Regions from separate parts of the Mus musculus genome. Here regions 1, 2, 3 and 4 are each linked to region 5. A link is a contact called in public Hi-C and promoter capture Hi-C data. All regions are on one chromosome and are shown on one strand. The core of a region is the stretch at or near the end of the contact, and the rest is flanking DNA. Distances in the headings are between cores, read along the strand shown.

Region 1 (4,066 bases), core at 1,377-3,876, 530 kb before region 5:
CAAATGAATCTTTCAGTGAATGCCAGGTAGGCAGGGTTTGGCCCACTTTGTGACTCTCTGGGTCCTGCAGTCTGAAGGCAGGAGAGTAGAGGGGGATCTGCTGGACCCTGACCAAGAGAGAAAGGGTGGCAGCATGGGTAGGGGGAGGTGAGAGGGGCATTCAGGGCATAGAGGTAAGGGGTTCACGCTCTAGTTGGTGGCAGTGCAGTGCCAGTTCATGAGAGAGAATGGTCGGGGTTGAGGAGAGCAGAGGAGAGGAGAGGAGAGGAGAGGAGAGGAGAGGAGAGGAGAGGAGAGGAGAGGAGAGGAGAGGAGAGGAGAGGAGAGGAGAGGAGATTATGGGAGGAAAGAAGTGGGGAGGGGAAGGGAGGAGACAGGGGAGGGTGGGGAGAGGGGGGAGATCAAAGGACAAGGCTAGAAGACAACTCTTGCTTGGGCCAACCCAAAGGACTTGTCTGATGCTGTCAGTGCCTGGAGCTGCCAGCAGGTGGCATCATAGTTGCTATGAAAAATTATAAGGTAGATTGGACTCTGCGTCCCTGCTGGGGACCTGTCAGGCTCCAGAACCCCCACTTCTAGACCTTATCTGTCTGGAATTTCCCAGCCCAGCTGGAAGACTTAGACTCCCAGTCTGTGGTCAGGATCTCTTGTGCAGTGCAGGTAGGTGACCCTCTGCCTCCCGGATGGGACAAGCATGCAGAATCTCGAAAATTAAGGGTGACTGGGATCACCACACCCTTCCCTACTCCTGGATCAAGTACTCTGGGGCCAGAGTTGCCAGCCGCCAATACCTACCCCATGCCCTTGAGTTGAGGGGCGCTGTGGATATTTGTGGGTTTCCCCATTGTAGGTGAGGCTTCTCCTCTGAGCCAACTTTCCAGGCATAAACTCCGACTCTTTTCTGACCTGCTGCTCAATGCCTTTTTGTGCTCATCTGGGTCAAGGGGAGTTGGCTTTCTATTTGATGGGGCAGGAGGTGTCAGTCTGATCAGAAAATGTCCTGGGGAGTAAGAAGCCGGCAGCCTTCCCGGGTATCAGCTCTACCAAGAGCCAGGCATTCCCAAGCCGTCCCCCTGCCATCCTGCTTCCCGGCTGTGTGGCTCTGGATCGGTCCCCGTGCCTCTCTGACAAAGGAGCAGAAGGACAGGGTGGATGGACAGACATGGAGTGTAGCAGGTGCTATGCATCGGGCTGGAGGTTGGGTGCAGGACATGAGAAGTTACTCTCAGGTACTATGCCTGGCTCCTTTTTTCCCCTCTTCCCCTCCTCAATTTTGTCTTCCTCCTTGTTTTGGTTTTAGATAGGCTTTTCCTATGATGGAGTTCAGCTGGGTCTCGAACTCACAATCCTACTGTCTGTGCCTCTAAAATGCTGGGGTGGCAGACAGACACATCATGCTCGGCTTCCCTTTGCCTTGTTTTAGTCAAAATCGAGAACCTATTGGCTGGGTCAAAGATGAAAAGCCAGGTGAGTCTGGAAGAGAAAGGCTGAGGGTCCTGAGGGATCATAAGAGCAGTCGGGTGAGGGGTGACCAGGGGAAGTCATTGTGAGGGTGACCTGTACCAGGATTGGGTGTTTTCCTGTCCTCCCCTTCCAGGTCACAAGGCAGCCCCCTGAGTTGTGACATCCAGCAGGATCATAGCCATGGCAAGACACAGATTCCAGCCCCACCAGTGCAGGCAGCTGGACTCTGGGCCTTCATCCAACCTTCAGCCTTTGCCTAAGCCTGTCTTCTGCCCTCCTGGGTCATGTCAGATGGGTGCCTGGGTACCAAGCAGACAGGTTTCCATCTATTCTCACCATCTTGACTCCTCTAGGCTCATAGGTGCCAGGCCTCTAAGATGATTTTGCTAAGTCCCCTTCCTTGGACAGCTTCTGAGGGGTTAGCTCTCATCTCCAGCTTTAGATCTAAGGGGCTCCAGGATCCAGAAAAAAAGCTTTAAATTGTATGACTGCAGAAGTTCGTCCCCAGGCTGTGGATGAGGGACCTACTGTGCTGGGTTTCCAGCTGCCTCTGAGATGGGAAAGCCTGAGTGGTCACCACAAGGGAATCTGTCTGGACTGTGAGATCTTCTGGGTACCACGGAGCTTGCTAGGAGAGAGAGCTAACTTCCACGGGATTTCTTGGGAAAAGTCATAGGCTGGCCAGAGCCATACCCACATCCTGGCCAGCAAGCAGAAAGAGAAAGTGACTGGGCATGTATGTCTCTGTGCCTTCTCTAGGCAGCCTCCCCTGACTAAAACTTTGGAAGCAGCTCTGGTCAGTACCCTTTCTCTAAGCCAGCAGAGTGGGTCCTGAAAGGCAGGCTGTCCCTCACATGTCAGACACACAGAAAATGCTTGCTTCAGCCTGTGCTCTCTGAGTGAGGTCTGGAAGAAAGGATGCCACATGTCAATAACTCTTGTGTCAGGATCTGAGAGCTCCCCTCCCTACTCCCCCACCCCCACCCCCCACCGCATCCCACTGCACTATAAACAGGCTGACTGAAGAAGTGCTCGTAGAAGCACCCAGATGGACTGAAGGAAGCAGTGTGTGTGTGTGTGTGTGTGTGTGTGTAGCTTTGCAAAATAGAACCTAGCCCAAATCTCAGCCTCTGGGACAATCAAGGTGGGTGGTAAGAGGGATGTCTGGAGCACTGTGATGTCAGACCTGAACTCTCAGAGGAATCTTGAGGCCTGCCAGTCACCTGATAGACCAAAGCACCTGGTGCCAGGGAGAATGGAAGAGGCAGTGGGTGCCTGGCCCAGGGACCCTCCTGTCTTGCTCTGGGCCAGGCCAAGCCTCTGATGGAGAGGTCTAGGCTGGAGATCATGTGGTGATGTGCGTGGGAGCCTCAAGAAACATCTCCCAGAACAGAGAGCTTGGTACCCAATATTCTCAGCGGGGTGCGGCAGGAGGCAAGAGAGAGGAGAGAGTCCCAGCCTCTCTCCAAGCTTTCTACCTACCAGGTAAGAGAAAGTCAGCCTCTCTCCAAGCTCACCACCCTCCAGGCAGATTCTCGGTCTTTTTCAAACCCTCCACAGCCCTAGAACTGGCCTGTTTACATTTCTGACCACTTTGGGTAATGTTTGCTGTTGTCACCTTTTAGGCCACTGTGAGGATCTGTGTCTCCCCTATGTGGATCCACCAGGAAATATTATTTAGAAGGTTCATTTGTCTGGCGGAACTCGGAATCCAGGGGCCAGTGAGAAGCTTAATGGGCTCCGGGACTCACTAGTGACATCATCAGCATCCTGGACCCCCTCCTGCCCTGCTAGCCCCCCTGCACATTCTAGAAACTACACACGGTGGGGGACACTAGGGAGGACGTCCTCCTGTGACCGATTCTCTCTGCTTCCAAGCTAGTAGGAGTTCAAGCTGTCTGGAGGTTGCAACTAAATATAAGGACTAAGCTATGCTGGGTATTTTTATGCCAACTTGACACAAGTTAGAGTCATTTAGGAAGAAAGACCCTCAGTTGAGAAGACCCCCCATCCCTTTGGTTGGTAGACAAGCCTGTGGTGCAGTTTCCTGATTGGTAATTGATTTGGGAAGGCCCAGGTCACTGTGGGTAGTGCTACTCCTGGGCAGGTGGTCCTGGGGTGTATAAGAAAGCCGTTGAGTAAGCCATGAGGAGCAAGTCAGTAAGCAGCACCCTATATGGTGCCTCTGTACCGACTCCTGCATCCAAGCTCCTGCCATGACTTCTTTCAGTGATGGGCTACAATGTGAAACTGTAAACTGAAATCAAATCCTTTCCTCCTCGCCAAGTTGTTTATGGTCCTGGTGTTTCACCATAGCAACAGAAACCCTAAGACACTAGCCCAGGCGGTAACTTACTGATCAGAGCTAGCCTGAGCCATCAGAGATAGAATCCCTAGCCTTGGAGAAAGACCACCCCTCCCAGCTTCCCCTGCCTGCAGGTTCCAGCTTCTCAATGCCAGATATAATATAGAAACCAGACTTCTGGGGGACCTCAAAGGGCTCTAGCTTCCCACCTCCTACTGGTCCCTGTTTGACATACAGGGATCTCAGGTCTGCTGTTCAGGGGTCCAACCAAGTTCCAAGGATGTCACGTTCCTAGAT
Region 2 (4,606 bases), core at 679-3,178, 540 kb after region 5:
CCCAGTGAGAAACTCAGCCGTCTCAGTTTAGAATCCTGAGGCCTTCTCTTACCCAAGTGCTTGGTGTTGAGACTGAAGTCCACACAGGTGACTGCATCTCGGTGGCCCTTAAAATGTCTCTCCAGTGAGGGGTCCTCCTGGAAAAAAAAAAAAAAAAAAAAAGCAAGGTCAAATGGTTATAACGAGATAACAGGTCCTCCCTGGAACTAAGACTCTTCCTATAACCAGGAGACGTTAAAAGCACTCAAATCATGATCTCGTATGTTGAAAATTCTAAGGAATCCACTATAAACTGCTAGGACAAATGAGTACAGCAAGGAAGGGTTCACGATCAGCAAACACACAACCACACAAACGATCAGACGAATCAATAAATCCACAACAAACAGATCAAATATGGGCCCAGTGTGGGGAACAAACACCTTTAATCCCAGCACTTGGGAGGCAGAGGCAGGTGGAACTGTGAGTTCAAGGCCAGCCTGGTCCACACAGTAAATTCCAAGAGAGCCAAGACCATAGTAAGTTATCTCCCTCCACCTCAAACACCAAAAATTAAAAACAAAACAAGCAAACAACAACAACAAAAAAAACAAAACGACAAAACACACACACACACACACAACCAAACCACCTGAAGAGCTCCAAGGAACCCAGCTTGGGAAAGGATATTTCTATGATACAGCGAAGCCATTGCTATTCCACAAAGCTCTACCCCAAACAAAGGTGAGGCCCAGTGCCCAGCTCCACCCCCAAGCACACCTGCAGGTTCACGCCTTTTAACAGATGGCCTGGTAGTTCAGGGGTAAGAATCAACTAAGGAGCAAGGGCTCATTCCCTCTCCTGTCCTCACCAGAGCCTCTCAGAAACACAAGGGTGAGGAAGTGTCCATCCTAGGCTCAGTGGGCAGAAGCAGATTCAGGTCTGACTCCATCAGTGACACCCCTTCCCAATGCCTTCTTCCCTGAACAGTTTCCCCTAAAATCTGCGTGGAGCTAAATGTAAACAGAATATCAAATCGGCACTCAAAAGTCTGGTTTCTATTTCTACCCAAGTCTTCTCAGGTGCATCAGGTACCACCTGGCCCTGTGGAAGCAAATTCTTATTTAAAGGACCAATTTGAAGTCCTTTTCTGGAGTGGGGGGAGGGGTCAGAATCGAGCCCTGGACACACTGCAGGCTTCCGCTATCCCAGGCATCCCGATGGCCTACTGCTTCTACTTGTTGGAAAAGGATGTCACCTCCAAAAAAGACCTGTTGCTCACAAGAGGCCAAGCTTACGAGGCTCGCCCCAGGCCACGACAAGGGTCGGGCCTTGATGGTGTCTTCCTCAATACGCCGTACATTCCAGAGGCAGAGACTTATTTCTTCGTCCTGGTGGTCTAACATCTAGCCTGGCACCTGGGGTGCTAAGTCAATGCCCGGATCCACCCCGTAACCTTGGATGAGGAGGTCACCCTAGAACCCCGCGTCACCATCCGCCTCTCTCGCGGCCATTGTTCCAACCAGTCAGGTGCTCACTATCCAGGGACTTACCTGGCTGGGAGCAGCCATAGCGGGGCTAGCGGGCTGGTAGGACCAGCTGTGCCCCAAGTGCCAGAGATAGCTGGGTCGGCAGTTGTGCCAGTTCAGTTTCCGCGCCCCCAATCGCCACCAATAGCAACGCCGGTGGCGTCGCCGCGTCCCGCCCACCGCAATTAAAGGAGAAGCGCCCTAGGTTTTTGTCCGCCGACCGGAAGTCGGGTCGTTCGATAGGCGTCAAGCTCTTGTCCTCCCGCTCTTCCAGATGAGGTGACCCGCCGAGCAGCCAAAAGCCTCAGTTCGCTGTCACACTTTCCTCCTAAGAACTTAAAAAAAAAAATCTTAGATGAAGGTTTCGGCCCTTCAGCTCTAGCTCAGGTAACGGAGCGCGCAGCCATCGGGGAAATGAAGTTCTACATAGCACTTATACCCCACAGTCTTAATAAAGGTAGAACTACATTTACCGAGATGCTCCGGGGCGGGCGGAGTTTTACCATTATGAGTGACAGGCTTAAGTATCCCGGAAGGAGGATACTGACTGGCCTTGCTCTTGGCTTAAAACGTCCGATCAAGGCGCCATGGAGAACCAGGTTATTAGCGCCTTGGGACCCCAGAATGGTTCGTTCCTGCGAATACTCCTAAGTGTCTATTTAAAAAAAAAAAAAATGGAGTCATTCAAGAGTCAGAACCATGGTGCAGAAAGACATATGTTCAATTCTTAATTCTCTACTGGGTGACCTCAGGAAAAATGCGTCTACTCCGAGGGCCTGCCTCCGCGTTTGTCTTAAGAGGGGATGTGACTGCGGCCCGTCTTGCTCGGAACTCTTTAGCCTTAAGAAGGCTTTGGGTCGTAGCCTGACCTTAGCTCCAAAAAAAAAAAAAAGGTGAAAGAAGCAATCGTCGGGCGGAACCACCAGAGGCCGTCCTTTTCCACCTTCTGCAATGAAAGCAGCCGAAGCCCAGAGTGACCTGTGCATCTGACCTGAACTGGATGTTTTGTAAGATTCAAGAACCTTCCATCCATCATCTCTCCTGGGCCGGCCAACTTGTCCATACTCAAAACACTAATTAGGATCTGGCTGTGTCCTGAGGTTTCTTACCACATGCCTAGGCTTGAAACTGTGTCCCTAAATCTGCAGGGACAGTAAACTCAGAAACTGGCGTGTGGGGGAGTGTATTTGGACCTAAAAGAATGATTCATTGGTTCAGAGTGTATATGGTTCTCCCAGAGGACGAAAGTTCTATTCCCAGCTCCCATGTCAGATGGTTTACAACTGCCTGGAACTCCAGTTCTGAGGCAGTTCAACACCTCTTGTCTCCTGAGGCACACACACACACACCATTAAAAATAATTCTTTTAGTGTTTTGATGAGAGATACAGGATCTATATCTGATCCTATTTTAACTATGTTGGCATAGAATTGGTACCTTGACATTAGAAATGTTTAAGCTAATTTAACATAGGCAAGGTGAAAGTCTCAAGACAAAAATAGGTGCTCACAAATTCCCAGCCTTCCCATAAACAGTTTTCAGTTTTTCTCTTGTCAATAAGTGTGTCACGAGCACCCCATGCCAGAAACATGATGGTCACGTTTGTATATTCCTACAATGTCAAAATGAATTGCCTCTCAGGAAATTCCCAAGCTGTAGCAGTTTGCTGCTTTTCCAGATAAGGTCTCTCTATGTGGTCCTAGCGTTCCTTCCTCTGGCAGCCACAGACTTTTTATTTTTACTTTTTTAGGAATGTCATATGTAGGAATGTTTTGCCTACCTGTATGTATATGTACCATACTTATGTCTGATGTCTTATGAAGACGCCGGATCCCCTGGAACTGGCGTTGCAAACAGTTGTGAGCTGTCACGTGGGTGCTGGGTCTGAAACCCAGTCCCAAGTAACCTTAAACCAGCCCCACTAATCTTTTTCTGTTGCCTTGCTTTTTTTCTTTTCTTTCTTTTTTTTAAGAATATTGTGGGGTAGCCACCAGAGGAGACTGCTAAGACACGGATTTAAGCCAATAAAAAGTCTTTATTAGCCAGCCAGCAACTACACTGGGTGTTGTTCAAGATCCCATTGTAGCCGCAAGGCTTTCTCAGGGTGAGCTTTTAAGCATAAAATGTTCTGGGGGACTGGAGAGATGGCTCAGTGGTTAAGAGCACTGACTGCTCTTCCGGAGGTCCTGAGTTCAAATCCCAGCGACCACATGGTGTGTCACAACCATCTGTAACAAGACCTGATTCCCTCTTCTGGTGTCTGAAGACAGCTACAGTATATACATATAATACATAAATACATATAATAAATAAAATAAATCTTTTAAAAAAAAACATGTTCTAGATTGACATACTTAACATGAACAATTAGTCAGAAGAGAAACCACAGAAGTCCAAAAGCAAGGTTAGTACATTTAGAGAGTTTCCCATATCTCTGGACTTTGACGAATTAGGTAATTGTTTTAGTTTTGGCAGGCGGTGCTATCCATGTGCTGAGTTTTACAGCCTGAATGGTATTTCGGCAGTTGTGGGGTTTCATGTAGGCTGGCCTTCAGATCACTGCATTAGCCGAAGAAAGCTTTGAACTTCAGATGATCCTGCCTCCGTTCTGGAAATACAGGCTTATACCATCTTGTTTGGTTTACACAGTGGTGGGGATTTATGCATGCTAGGCAAAGCAAGGTCCCATCTGATCTATAACTCTAGTTACATGATTCCAATCTTAATTGCTAACATTGTTTCCAGATCTCTTACCTTTACATAATAAGGTACATGGAAATATGTGTATATAGGAATGTATGCATACGCAATGTATTGTTTTTAAGGATTTATTTTATTTATATCAGTGCACCGTCTCTGTCTTTGGACACACCAGAAGAGGGCATCAGATCCCATTACAGATGGTTGTGAGCCACCATGTGGTTGCTGGGAATTGAACTCAAGACCTCTGGGAGAGCAGTCAGTGATCTTAACCACTGAGCCATCTCTCCAGTCCCCAACAATGTACTATTATGTAGACTACACAGGAGAGATTGAAGAGATCTACACATTTCAAAGAAGCCTTGCTGGAAGGAGAGGTAGGGAACGGATACAGTTGC
Region 3 (4,218 bases), core at 619-3,118, 600 kb after region 5:
GTTCTCGCTTAGGTCCAGCACCGAGAGGTTGACCAGACCTTGGAACCAGGAAGAGTTCAGTGTATGGAGAGAGCTGTCCTTCAGCACCAGGCCTTCCAGATGGCTCAGGTGATGGAAGGTCTCAGGGTGCAGGTGGAGGGACTTTTGGCCACATTCTATACAGGGATTGGGGGCATGGTCACAGCGACGGCAATTCCCACCCACATCAAGTACTCGAAGGGAGGTCAGATTGGCCAGGTCTTCAGGCCCCAGCTTGACAATGAGGTTATAGGACACCAGGAGGTACTCCAGGCTGGGGGGCAGTTGGCGGGGCACCTTTGTGAGGTTGTTATACTTCAGAGACAGATGGGTGAGATTGCTCAGGCCCAGGAGGGCGCCTGGGGTCACCTTCACCGCTCCTGTGCAGGGGTTCTTGTAGTAGCAGTTCCCGTCCATGAAGAGAACGCGCAGGCTGTATAGGCCGGCGAGGCTGTTAGCATCTAGAACCAGGATGTTGGTGTGGCTCAGGCTCAGATTCACCAGGGAGCTGGGCAGTCGGGGCACAGTGGTGATACCATTATAGCTCAAGTTCAGCTCCTCCAGTGTACGCATAGCCAGGAAGGTTCTGGGCTCAATGGTCATGTGGCAAGAGAAGTGCAGGGGGCTAAGGCCAGTGGGTGGACAGTTCCACTTGAGGTTCAGCTGCCGCAGGTTGGACAGGTGGACGAAGTCAGAGTTGTGCAGGTGGTGGATACGGTTGGAGATCAAGGAGAGGCGGGTGATGTTGGAGCAGGATGCTGCCGCAGAGAAACGGGGTACAGACTTCAGGAACAGCCAATTGCAGTCCACCAGGCCATGAGGCTTCAGCTCACAGGGTAGGAAGGCAGGCAGGGTACCCAGGGCCAGAGTCTCAGCCAGCACTGCAGCCTGTACCAGGAGGGACAAGGGGTGCAGAGTCCTTCGACGGAGAACCTGTGAGAGCCAGGGCTAAATGAGCAAGTGTCTACTGTCATTGTACACTCTTCTACCCTCTCCTCCACACTGGGACTTTCTTCAGGGCTTCCAAGTCGTCTTCAAGTGTTTCCCCACTGCCCCAACAACCAGCCTCCTTCTAGCTACTCAGATCCACCATTTGGGTTTAGGCACAGCCGCTCAGAGCAAGGACACAGAACCAGGACTAGGCTGGAATCCAGGCCCCAGACTTGGAGCTTTTGCTCAGAACACAACCCGTAGCAGAGCCGAGACAGCCTCCAGCAGGCCTACTGGGGCTCTCCCACTTTCTCTTCCTCTCCTCTGGGGCCTCAGCTTTTTCCTCCTGACCACAGCAGCTGCCTGAGATCTGTACCTCCACCCCACCCCCCTGAAGCCTTGCTCCACTAGCCTCCTGGATTCTCCTTGACCAAAATGCAGGGAAGACTGAACCCTTACTGAGGTATAGGTTGGGTTCCATCTAGGCTTTGACGGCACTTGCTGGCTCTTGTTAGCCCCCATCTGACTCCCCAGTCTGACTTGAGAACCCTCAACCTGCCGAGAGGTCGAAGACTCGGAATGAGCAGTGGGTGGCAGGTCTGCAGGCCAAGTGCTACCATTAACCGAAGTCTGGGGCTTTAGCCTCCCCATCCACCCAGCAGGTTCAACTCTCTGCTCAGGGGATGGCTTTTGCTCCAATTCCCTTAGGGTTCCATGAGTGTCCCAAGGGCACAAAGTGGACAGTCCTTTCCATTGCTGTCCCTTCCCATGGTGCCCCTCCCCCCAGGGGGGCTAAGAACTGGGGTCCTACCATGTTGGGAGATGGAGGATTCTCCCGAGGCTCCCTCTGACAAACTGGGCGGCAGAGAATGATGTTCCACACCAGGGTCTCTCAGAGAATTGAGGAAGTGACACTTTCACTACAGCTTAGTAGCTACTTTGTCCCTACCCTGAAAGAGCAGGTGGTACAATGAGTCACACATCATTTGCATAGTCAGATGGCAGACAGATAACCCCCTCAACCCCTTCCTCTTTCCACTCTCCTCCCCACCCCACAATCAGCCAAAGGGTATCACATATGCCCCCCACCCCCCAAAGAGCTGTGGGAAGGAACCAAAACCCAGACTCCAGCCCAAGGTCAATGAGAAACCAGATTTTAATAGCACCAGAGCTAGGCAGAGCACTGACCCTCGTGAGGAGGGTGTCACCTCACTCTCATGCCTCAGTGCCTGTCTCATGGGTGCTCTCGGGACAGTGGCTCTCTCACCTACTCTATCCCCAGAACTCTATGGAGAGCATCTGTGAGCCAGAGGCTGGAGCCAACATCTGCTTTCCTACTACGGCAGCCTTCACATCTCTTCCAGCAATAGTATCTCCCACTCTGCATCTCCACTTCCCGAAACGCCCAGTCAGACTCCAGACCCCAGAGCACAGCAAGCTGCTGGAGCTTCTGAGGTAGGCTGCGGCTGGTCCAGCCAAGATTCTGGCTGATCTTGCTGTCATGTGACACTGTTCCTGGGGAGATGTGAGCAAGTGTGTACTCACCCAAGTGACAGACCAATGACAGACCAAAACCGAGGTACCACTGACGTCCAAGTTGGTTTACCAATGAATTTTATTGGAGTTACTGGTTGAAGTATGGATGAGGGGTTACTAAAAGGAGCAGAGATGACTCAAAGACAGCTGTATCACCAAAGCATAGGTCATGGATACTACAGAAGCTAGAAATGGAGAGCTCATGGCACAATGTATTGACAGCTCAACCTGGGGCATTGTGGGAAGTGGGGATGCAGAGTGGGAGACACTATCCCAGTTGGACAGTGAATTGTCCAGGCAAGACAGTTGGTCTGAGCCTTTTTCAGGCAGCTCAGCTGGTCTCTGCTTCTTTCAAGCTCCTCTGTGCACCTCCCTTTGTCTGAGCGTGCTTCTTAGCAGTCTCCACTGTCCATATAAGCTTAGGGAGGACCAATTGCATCTGGTCACTTTCAGGAACTTCCTGAAGCTTTTTTTCAGTTGTTTATATCCTGAGGTGTTTTTGTTTGTTTATTTGTTTCCTCAAGACTAAGTTTCTAGCCCTGGCTGTTCTGTAACTCATTCTGTAGCCTGCCTCTTGTCTCTTGCGTGCTGTGATCAAAGGTGTATGCCACACCACCCTATCTCCCTGGGGGATGGAATGGTTCACCGGTTGGAAGCACAGCCAGGAGGTCCTTGTGCCTACAGAGATCGCCAGAGGAACCAAGAACGTTAAGCACACTGGGTTGTCTTTCTCATGGGAAAGATGAAAAACCTGTTCTTCCATGCGGAAAGGTGAGGGCAGAAAGTGATTAACCTTCTGGTGATGTTGGGCCAGACCACAACAAGCTCCTACAACCAGGACCAGAGGTGGCCAGTGTTACAAAATATATAAATTGTGGTGGGAGTCAGGGAGTACTTGGCAGGCCAAGGAGAAATCATGTCACGTGACAGGCCTGATTTAAGGGAAGTTTATTGTGGGGGGAAAGGAGGGGAATGGGGACCTGGAAAGGGGGTAGAGGCAGAGAAAAGGAGGACAGTGGGGGAGTGCTGAGGTAGCAATTAGTCCTCTTTATAAGCTGTGCCTCTGCTTCGCCCGCTGCAACTGGTAGATGGCAGGTGATGGCACAAGCCTAGGTCCTTGGGAGGAGCCTAGTGGAATCTGTTAACCAACAGCGAGTAATCTAAATGACTGTTGCAGCCAGAGACCCCTCCAAGCTCCCACAACCAGGACTAGGGGTGGCTAATAGCCCAAATGACTTCTGTGCTATCTGTATGACTGAGACCAGGCCAGACCCATAAGCTAGTACAGGTAGCCTACTTCTAGAACCCATCTTTTACCCAGAGTTGAGTTTCAATGTAATTCTTCATCCTTGTGCTTCAGGGATAGTATTATACCAGGTAACTTCCCCCCACCCCCAAATTACACTGGGCTGAAATCCATTGGGAATAAACCGCGTGTTATTAAGGTTTCCAAAGTCTGATCCAGGTTGACAAAGTCAATCTGCACCTGGTTTTCATTCTTTTTTTTTTTTTTTTTTTTTTTTTTTTTTTGGTTTTCGAGACAGGGTTTCTCTGTATAGCCCTGGCTGTCCTGGAACTCACTTTGTAGACCAGGCTGGCCTCAAACTCAGAAATCTGCCATCCTCTGCCTCCCGAGTGCTGGGACTAAAGGCGTGCGCCACATGCCTAGCCACTGGTTTTCATTTTTGTTTCTTTATGGCCGCTGGTTTTCAGTTTTGTTTCTTTATGGGGTTC
Region 4 (4,607 bases), core at 810-3,309, 750 kb before region 5:
GGCTACCTCTCAGCATCTCTGGGCCTCGGTCTTATCTACAGAATGGGGGTGACATCACCCTTCCACAAGACTAAAACAGATATGGAACAGTACTTCTGGTCCCCGATAACACAAGCATGCAGTGGCTCCCGGAGGAAGGGAGAACACGTACCTGGCTCAGTCCCGTGAGTCCTCGGGTGTATGTGGGACGCGTGAAGACGTACACGGGGAGGGCGTGGTTGGCATGGTGGGTGTGAGCCACTCGAAGGGCCTCCCGAACACGGAAACTGACAAAGTTGCGGCTGTGTACGGAGGACGCCAGTGTCTCGTCCAGGTACACAGAGGGAAAGAGAGCCGTGCTCTCAGCCCAGAGCCAGGCCAGCTGGTCGTTCCGTGCCACCTCCACATCGGGACAGCGGCCCGTGTAGCTCTCCCAGTTCTGTACATAATCGTGATTGTAGCAGTCAGGAAAGAGGTAGAAGCCCCACAGGTGCTGGGGTCTGACTGCCTTGACGTAACGGAGAGTGTTCAACATGAACTGCCGAGCGGCGAACTCAAACTCGTACTGGGCCTGCTTCATTACTCTGTCTGATGGCCAGTCAGGGTGCCGACTGGCCACCAGCTGGCGTGAAGACTGTCGGTAAACATCTTTCTCCTGCCAGTTTCGAACCCATACAGGCCGCCATTCCTCCCAGTCAATGACTGCCAGCCCCCCAGGCTCCTGGGTCTGGATGTAGCGTTCCACAGATTCCTTCAGCATGGGCAGGTGTGCACAGAGGCTGCCGTTCTGAGGCACACCGCCATGCACAGATGTCCCGGCTGCATCAAAACGTGGATACAGGCCTAGACGGTCGTAGTAGAAGGTGGTGATATTCTGGTTGAAAAAACCCTCATTCGGTGTAGCCTTCACATCGAAGGCCCTAAGGTCCAGTGGCACTTTGTGGCGTGGGGCACATTCTTGTGTGGGCACGTTCCATGCTACCACAAAGGGTCGGCCAGTGAAGATGGGCGGCGCTGTGGGCTTAAGCTCCCCGGCCCATGCTACCTCCAGCACTAGGGCCAGTGTGATGATGGGACCTAGTCCTGCCCGCATGCTGGGGGCTACAGGAAGTGTTACCTGCCTGGTAGCAGCTCAGGAACTGAAGAAAGTGTGAGAGAGAACAAGTCAGTCTAGCAAATTCCAGAGATGTGTACGCACCTTCATCCCACATAAACTCCCCAAACCCATACTGTGCGGCACACCATGCTCCTGCTCAGATGGCCGAGGCTGTAACAGGTTTGGGAGATAGCAGGATGCTGATGGGTAGGCAAAAGACCTTAGGGAATTTACCGAAACCACAGAGCTCTTTCTAGAGCAGGGAGCTGCCCGTGGTTGGGCAAGAATCTCCTTTAGGTCCATGTCCTTTCTGAAAAAGGGACTGATTAGGCTACCGACTCACTGCTAGAGTCACTTACATGCCTGTATACCATACAGTAAATAGTTTTAAAACACTCTGAACACCCCATGTCCCCCACCCTCATTACGAACTCAGAATTGATTCTGAGAAGAGACAGCATTTGGGGCACAACGCATACAGAAGCTGGGAAGCTGTTAGGTACACTGCAGAGGAACTGGTATCTGTGCAATGTGCGCCAAGCAGAAGAGCAAGAACGTCAGGACTTAGTCTCGGGCACCGACACTCTTAGGATAGGAGGAGGCGCCCCGGGGACAAAGGGGCAGCGGACTTCCCACCGCGGTGCTCGCCGACCTGCCCTTCCCACCACAGCCACCAAGAATCTGTGTGAGCACTTCGCGACCGGCCCACACCCTCACCTCCCAGCACAAGGGGTCCCGGGTAAAGAGTATTCCACTCCGGTCTTTGTGCGGGACCCCGCCCCCGCCCCGCACGTGGGGCCAGAGTTCAGCCGGGTGGGGGTGGGGTTCCTGGGTCACTTATGAGGGCGCCCCTAGAGATTCAGAGCCCATCTCACAGGAAGAGAGTCACCAGGCTTGCGACGCCCGCCCTCACCTCGAACCAGGCGCCACCAGGACCCACGCCAGGGCCGCCGCCATCCTGGTACCAACCAAGCCCGATCCGGCCCTTCGCCCAAGCACTGCCCCAGCTCGAGCCTCTGTTGGCTCCGCCCCGAGGCCCGCGGGCCCTTTAAGAATCCTGCCTCGGAGGTGGGTGGATGGCAGAATTTACGGCCTCGTAGGGAGGGTGTGTTTCTCTTCCTTTTTGCCAGTGCTGCGTTTCGAGTTCGAGGACCCTTAGATCTTCTGTAGAGGAACATAGTTATGTATCTGAGATTGAATACCTCCTGGAATGGGGATTCCCGCTGGTTTTAGCCACCAGAGCTAACCAGCCTGAGATATTACCCCCACAATCTGTCGTCAGTGGAACAATCCACTCTTTGCAGCTGGCCTCTTAAAGGGATAGAACATTGGATGGGGCGGGCGCGAGCGGAATGAGGGGGTAGTGGTGGTAATGGCATTTGAAATAAAAGCTTATAGCTGAAGCCTTGACTGGGGGTAGCTGCGGATTCAATCCCACCTGTCTGAATATGGACTCTAGCAAAGTGGGCCCTTTGTCTAGTGTAAGAGATTTTGACACGAGTGGATCCAGAACCTCTTGGAACATTAATGACCCGCCTTCGCTGAGCCCAGGTTCCCTCCACTAGTCTGTCTGCGGTCAGAAGGAAGCCCCGCCTTTTGTTTTGCCCGTCTAGAGGAGGGGGCCTAGTACAGCTTCTGAGCCCTCCTTTGGCAAAGCAGACATAGTGGTTGTCCTGGTAACCAGGGGGGTGGGTCGCTGCCTTGCCAAAGGGATTGAAGTTCAGTCGGGCCAAAGGGGAAAGTGATCTAGCCACTTTCACCGGATCCACGCCAGGGCTTGCCAATTTACTGGATTCTCCCCGGACCAGTCTCTGCGACGAGGTGAAGGTGGGATGGTTGTCCATAGGGGTACCCACTCAACTCCAAATAAAGAGCAATTTGCCAAAGTTTCGGGCCTGACTTCGTAGAAAGGAGGCTTCAGTGTCTCCCTAGTACCCCGACTCCATATTCTGAACCTTTCTGCCTTGCAATCCCCTTCCAGTGAGGACTAGGTTTAGACCTGTACCCTCGCCTCTTAGATCTGCTCTCCAATGCACGACTCAAATCTCCGAAAGTCCGCTTCTGGCCGCCAGCCCCTTTCCCTACCGCAAGCTTGGAAGCTAGGGAGCGCCGCAGGAGTACACGCATTTATGGCAGTGCGGACTAGCTTTATGTACTACTCTGCGCTCACCTGAGTAGAGTCTCTCCAGCCAGGTTCCTTGCGCCAGCTGCTGCCCTCTGGGCAGTCTGCTGGGGATTTGATAAACCCCATTCCTTCCCACCCACTCCCTCCCGCCTCCCATCCCTGCTCTTTCTCCTCACTTCCTGCTGCCCTCCAGGCGGAAAGGGCCAGGGGGGCGGGGAGGAGAGCCCCTTGACCCTGTTTCCCTTGGTGGCTGGCTGCCCTTTGCACCCTTCCTCTCAGGAAGGTCTGCATGAGTTGTGCCAGGTGATGGGAAGGATATGGGCCTAGGAACCAAGGGCTCATCTTTCTCCAAGTTTTGCATCATCCTCAAATCCAGTAGGGTGTGAGGGGGCCCAAGTGGCTGGCTGTATTCATGGGAGTCAATTTGCTGGGTGGTTGAGCGAATGGTCCCCTAGAGCAGGTGCCAAAGAAGAAACCATCCTGCACGAGGGGAAAACGGGTGGGGTGGGGGTGGTGGGCTCTTCCAGTAGCTGAGTCAGTTTTTTTTCCATCAAGAGCAGAAGTATCCAACCTGTGACAAAGACAATGTGACAATGTGTTGATGCCTGTGGCTGTGTGATATGGGGTGGGGGGAGAATTGTGTCCCTATGGGAGAGGAAGCTCACAATACGAATTCCTGGAAGACCTCTTTGGAGGTCCAGGCAAATTTGCCTGCTCTCAAATCTACCTAAACTGACAACCCCTCACCGTCCAAGGGGCTCACCTCCCCAGTGCTAGGGAGTCCCTCTGCCAATAGAAAGCAGGGGAGCTGGGTGTATAGCCTAGGCTGTGGTCACCATTGTGTTGGCTTCACAAGGGACAAAAATCTAGGAAGCTCCAAGGGTGGGGACTACTGGGAAAACAAAGTCCAGGCGAGACTGTCCAGGGCAGGGACACTTCCTTAGGCTGCCAGCAGGAAGGAAGTGAGCCTAGCCCAGCCGGATGGAGTAGGGAAACACTGCCCTGACTCTCCTATTGTTCATAGCTTTGGGGTTAGCTAGGCAGGTCCAGGACAGGGAGTTTCCCGAGCAGGATGGTAGTGGTGAGATAGGATACTGCCTGATATGGGGAGCCTTGGCTCCTGGACAGGAACCTAACTCCTGGCTTTTTACAGGGATGACAGTTGGTCTACAGAACCGCAAATCTATGTTGAACAGGCTAAGACTTGACCAGTTCCAGCTTTGAGCAACTTGAAGGCCAACTGCCCTGAGTTGATGAACTCCTGCTTCCTAATTGGGTTTTTTTGTTTGTTTGTTTTGTTTTTGCTTTTTAAAAACGTCTTGAGTTTATTATGGCCAAAGGCTAGGCGAGCAGAGAACCTGCTCATAGCCGACCTTGAGAAACGTAGGCAGAACGTCCATTGGCGGC
Region 5 (4,560 bases), core at 57-2,556:
TTGAGATCAGACTGAAATGTACATATGCTTATAAAAGCCTTGAAGGTAAATGCCAGTAAATCCAAGGAGAAAAAAAGCCTTCAAAAGCTTGCAATAGGAAGATAGTGCTACAATAAGTTAAAACGTGCATGCTACTTAAAAGTCTTTGCCTGAAAGTTAAAAAAAAAAAAAAAAAAAAAACAGCAAACCCGGCAGTGGTAACAGACGCCTTTAATTACAATACTAGAGGCAGAGATAAAAGGATATCTTAGTTCGAAGCCAGCCTAGACTACAATGAGCTCCGGGAAAAAAAAAAAAAAAAGAGCAACGTAAGATAAACAAAAAACGAGTCATTTGTTCCTCAAAAACTACTACTAGACACACCGCAAGAGTATTTCCTCATCAAATGTTAAAACCACAGCAGTAAGAGGAAACGGACCGACACTTTCTAGGAACAGAAGACAAAGTATGGCAAATGCCCTTGAAAGCCCAACAAACAACTAAAAGCCCTCGGAATAAGCGCTGGGGAAACCTGGCAGGCAACCTTAGGTCAGACTCTGGGCGTCTGGACACCCACATACCTCTCTCCCCGTCCCCTCGCTACTGCATTGTACAAGTGGGAGGGGTTCCCGCCGAGCTCCGCCCCCTCCCCGGTCGGAGAGCCGGGAGGGTGCAAGTGGGAGGTGGCACGGAGCCGACCGAGGGAAAAGCCCGCCCAGGTGACTGAGGCTGGAGGCGGGGACACCGTTCCTGAAGGGGTCCGCCGGGCGGCATGGGAAAGAAGATGCCCCTCGTCCCGTGAGGGACAGAGACTTGGAGTGGAAGAGAGAGATTCAAAGAGCACCTCCTTTAGGTAGAGGCGAGCATCCCCTGCCCTCCACACCCCGGCGGAAGAGTTACTCTAAAGAGGCTTCTTTACAGGACGGGAGGAAGGAGCCGGAGGCCCCGCCCCCGGGCCCGGGCCCGGGCTCGGAAGGAGAGCCTCGTCAGGCCCCGGGCCCAGCCGCCTCGGTGGGCTCGCCCAGCCCCTCGCCGCCCGCAGCCGAAGCAGGTGCCGCCCCTCCCCCCAGCGCGGCGCCCACTCTCCCGCCCAGCGGGCCGCGCGCTCGCTCTCCTCGTGCCCCTGCCAGAGAGCCGGCCCCTTCCTAACCCCGCTCACCTTCGCGAGCGGCTCCGCCGCTTCTCCCCCCGACCCCTCCAGCGGCCACGGTTCTCACACACTGCCTCTGGTCCCGCACTCACTCTCCCTCACTCACTCACACACACACATATACACACACACAGCGCGACCACGGCTCCTGAGCGGCCCACATATTATGCGTCACTCGCAGGCTACGTACTGGTCGCGCGCGCACTCAGCGCGCGCGGGTGTGTAACGTTGGCGCGAGGCTCCGGAGCGGGGAAGGGGGAGGAGCCGAGGGACATCAAAGCGCTCCTGGGAAATGAAGTTTCCGCGTTTAAGGGCGGGGGAGGGATGATGGCGCTAGACCTACCATTAAGCACCACCTCAGCGCATTGACTTCTGGGATTCGTAGTTTTCTTTAAGGCGGAAGTGAAAAGTAAAGGAAGGAATAGATCTTTCTAAAAGCCCGGGCTGCCCGAATTTACTTAATTCTACCCTGTGTCATCTAAGGGCTCAGTAGGACACTGCCACATCAGGCTCGGAAGGATGCCAGGGTCAAAGAATGCATTTCACACAAATGTATTCAGAAACAACTGTACTCGTTAGAAATTCGTCGGTTTTCCTTTGTCTTTCTGTTAAAAACATATTCGACAGGAATCAAAAAACATCAGTTACCATGTATTATATGTGAGGCAGAAAAATGAAAGCCCTTTGGTGAAAACAACTAATCACGGAGGCCATCTAATTCAATTTATCAATTTTAGAGTTAAGGAAAATGAAACCCACAGTAAATGACTTGCCTAACTTCACAAACCAAAGGGAAGCTGCATCGGAAGGATCTGGTTTTGACCCAGCGATTCTGTGTGATAACATGGAAGATTACGATAACTCCACAATTGAGCAGAATCTTGACAAAACCTACCCAGACGTCAGGATTCATGCAACTCACTATTGTTCTTGGCATTCTGAGCGAGTTCTGTGCGTTTCCATAGAGCGATTACAGCCAATACGTTCTTGTGGAAATTATAAGACACTGTGGACCTCTTGTCATGATCAGATTCTACGGCTGTTACTAAGCCTGTATCAGAAGAGTGGTAGTGGCAGTGGCGCATGCCTTTAATCCCAGCACTTGGGAAACAGAGGCAGGCGGATCTCTGAGTTCAAGACCAGCCTGGTCTACAGAGTGAGTTCCAGGACAGCCAGGGCTACAGAGATTTCCCTCTGGAAAAAAAAAAAAAAAAAGCAGGAAGAGGAAGGGGAAGAAGAAGAGACAAAGAAAGAAAAGAAAGAAAAGCAAGCAAGCAAGCAAGCAAGCAAGCAAGCAAGCAAGCAAGCAAGCAAGCAAGCAAGCAAGAAAGAAAGAAAGAAAGAAAGAAAGAAAGAAAGAAAGAAAGAAAGAAAGAAAGAGAAAAGCAGCAGCCAGTATCTTAGGGCTTAAATCCACTACCACCCTACCCCCACCCACCTGAGCACTTCGTTCCTTCCTCACTCAATTATGTGCTTGGAGTAACAGCTGCTTGAAATACAAATTCTAGAGGGTGAATAGCAGTGCTACAGGCATATAACTTGTAATCACGCTCTTGCTACAACACAGCTTTCTCCTGTGCATCTGAAATCTTGTCTCTTGAGCTATAATGACCATTATTTATTTAGACTCTATAGCAGACTTGAATCAAATGGTTTTTTTTTTAAGATTTATTTATTTTATGTGAGTAGCCTGTCACTCTCTTCAGACACACCAGGAGAGAGCATCAGATCCCATTACAGATGGTTGTGAGCCACTATGTGGTTGCTGGGAATTGAACTCAGGACCTCTGGAAGAGCAGTCAGTGCTCTTACCTGCTCAGCCACCTCTCCATCCCTAAATCAAATGTTTTAATTACACTCATTATTCTCAACACCAGGGCAGATAAGGCTAGCCAACTTTATGGAGGAGAAATCAAAAGTAGTAATGTTGAATGAAGAGTTTCGCTGGGCATGGTGTCACATGCCTTTAATCCCAGCACATGTGAGGCAGAGGCAGGTGGATCTCTGAGTTAGAGGCCAGCCTGGTGTACACATTGAGTTCCAGGATAGCCAGAGCTACATTTAGATAGATAATGCCTCAAAACAGACAGACAGACAAAAAAAGATACAGATTTGGGGGCTGGAGAGAGCCTAACATGAAAGAGCATTGGCTGCTCTTCAGAGGACCAGGATTTGATTCCCAGTACCCAAATGGTTTCACAACCACCTGGAAATTCAGTTCCAGGGGATCAGACGCCCTCTTCTGGCCTCTGGGCATCATACATGCATGGAGTGCACCTACATAAATGCAAGTACAACACTTGTATACATAAATAAATCTTTAATTTTTTTTTCAAGACAGAGCCTCGATATCCAGCTCCAGCTGTCCCGTACTCCCCTGTGTAGACCAGCTCTGGCACTGAAATCACAGACATTCCCCTGCCTCTGCATTCCAAGTGCTGCAAATAAAGGCGTGTACCACTGTGACCAGCTACATTTTTATCTTAAAAAAGAGAGTTCACAACACCTAAAATACTATTTCAGGCAGCTTTCCTGCCATATCTTCTTGGGCTATAAGCCCAAAATGTAGAGGGATGGCTCCTCCAGGTATCCTCAATCCCTTGGATACCTTACCTCTTCCTGTGGTCTAGATGCAAGAGCCCTTGTGAGGACCCAAAGCCCAGTTCATCAAAGCAGGAGTTGCTACCTCATTCTGTCACCAGATGGCACTACCCCACTTTAGGAACCCAGTGTGGGGGTACTGGATTGGAGGTCTTAAGGGGCATCAAATGGGATTGTAGTAGAAAAGCAGAAATACAGGGCCTGTCTAGAAGCAACTCCCTCAAGAATATCTACCATGCCAGGCAACAGTGACGCACACCTTTAAACCCAGCACTCAGGAGGCAGAGTCAGGAAAATCTCTAGAGTTTGAGGCCAACCTGGTCTATAGAGAGAATTCCAGGACACCCAGGGCCACTCAAAAAAAACCCTATGTTGAAAAAAAAAAAAAATCAGCCAGGCAGTGGTGGCGCACGCCTTTAATCCCAGCACTTGGGAGGCAGAGGCAGGCGGATTTCTGAGTTCGAGGCCAGCCTGATCTACAGAGTGAGTTCCAGGACAGCCAGGGCTGCACAGAGAAACCGTGTCTCAAAAAAACCAAAAAGAAAGAGAGAGAGAGAGAAAGAAAAGAAAAGAGAAGAGAAGAGAAGAGAAGAGAAGAGAAGAGAAGAGAAGAGAAGAGAAGAAAAGAAAGAGCTGGACATGGCAGTGCAAGCCGCCAGTCCCAGCACATGAGTGGAGAGGTGAGGATCAAAAATTCAAGATCATCCTTGGCTAACACACCAACTTTGAGGCAAACGTGAGACACATGAGACCTTGTCTCCAAAAATAATCTCCACCCTAGAACTTTTGCAGCCCTCTCTCCCTCACTCTGAACACTGTGTAAAACCACA

The links. Promoter capture Hi-C pulls out the DNA fragments that hold promoters and counts their contacts. Hi-C and Micro-C count contacts between places; a contact is called where the count stands out from the background.
Region 1: a contact with region 5 is called in a promoter capture Hi-C map of pre-B cells, with 5 times the contacts expected there. The contact joins the promoter of 4930429P21Rik here to the promoter of Dcaf1 in region 5. A contact is called at or near these places in 6 of 39 promoter capture datasets (frontonasal cranial neural crest, hippocampal neurons, liver and 2 more), 3 of 484 Hi-C or Micro-C datasets (CD8 T cells, muscle stem cells and rod photoreceptor), 2 of 115 datasets of contacts at active chromatin or transcription factors (craniofacial prominence and pro-B cells) and 4 of 9 other capture datasets (adipose tissue, embryonic stem cells, liver and 1 more).
Region 2: a contact with region 5 is called in a promoter capture Hi-C map of erythroid cells, with 27 times the contacts expected there. The contact joins the promoter of Poc1a here to the promoter of Dcaf1 in region 5. A contact is called at or near these places in 3 of 39 promoter capture datasets (cranial neural crest, erythroid cells and pre-B cells) and 1 of 9 other capture datasets (pancreatic islet).
Region 3: a contact with region 5 is called in a Hi-C map of B cells, with 9 read pairs. The contact joins the promoter of Tlr9 here to the promoter of Dcaf1 in region 5. A contact is called at or near these places in 2 of 39 promoter capture datasets (erythroid cells and frontonasal cranial neural crest) and 1 of 484 Hi-C or Micro-C datasets (B cells).
Region 4: a contact with region 5 is called in a promoter capture Hi-C map of erythroid cells, with 35 times the contacts expected there. The contact joins the promoter of Hyal2 here to the promoter of Dcaf1 in region 5. A contact is called at or near these places in 5 of 39 promoter capture datasets (the C10 cell line, the HPC-7 cell line, cranial neural crest and 2 more), 1 of 484 Hi-C or Micro-C datasets (B cells), 2 of 115 datasets of contacts at active chromatin or transcription factors (astrocytes and bone marrow-derived macrophages) and 1 of 9 other capture datasets (pancreatic islet).

What each region holds. Positions count from the first base shown.
Region 1 is chr9:107,352,618-107,356,683 of GRCm38.p6, reverse strand. It overlaps 4930429P21Rik (a long non-coding RNA gene), which reads left to right and starts at 2,626. Exons shown (of 5, transcript XR_003948243.1): 1 at 2,626-2,949.
Region 2 is chr9:106,278,383-106,282,988 of GRCm38.p6, reverse strand. Poc1a (POC1 centriolar protein A) reads right to left here and starts at 1,928. Exons shown (of 11, transcript NM_027354.2): 1 at 1,533-1,928; 2 at 53-137. The coding sequence starts at 1,550.
Region 3 is chr9:106,220,248-106,224,465 of GRCm38.p6, reverse strand. Tlr9 (toll-like receptor 9) reads right to left here and starts at 1,868. Exons shown (of 2, transcript NM_031178.2): 1 at 1,760-1,868; 2 at 1-951. The coding sequence starts at 1,762.
Region 4 is chr9:107,566,615-107,571,221 of GRCm38.p6, reverse strand. Hyal2 (hyaluronoglucosaminidase 2) reads right to left here and starts at 2,059. Exons shown (of 4, transcript NM_010489.2): 1 at 1,989-2,059; 2 at 152-1,118. The coding sequence starts at 1,072. It overlaps Gm9917 (predicted gene 9917), which reads left to right and starts at 4,257. Exons shown (of 2, transcript NR_166687.1): 1 at 4,257-4,607.
Region 5 is chr9:106,818,670-106,823,229 of GRCm38.p6, reverse strand. It overlaps Dcaf1 (DDB1 and CUL4 associated factor 1), which reads right to left and starts at 1,306. Exons shown (of 24, transcript NM_001373930.1): 1 at 1,139-1,306.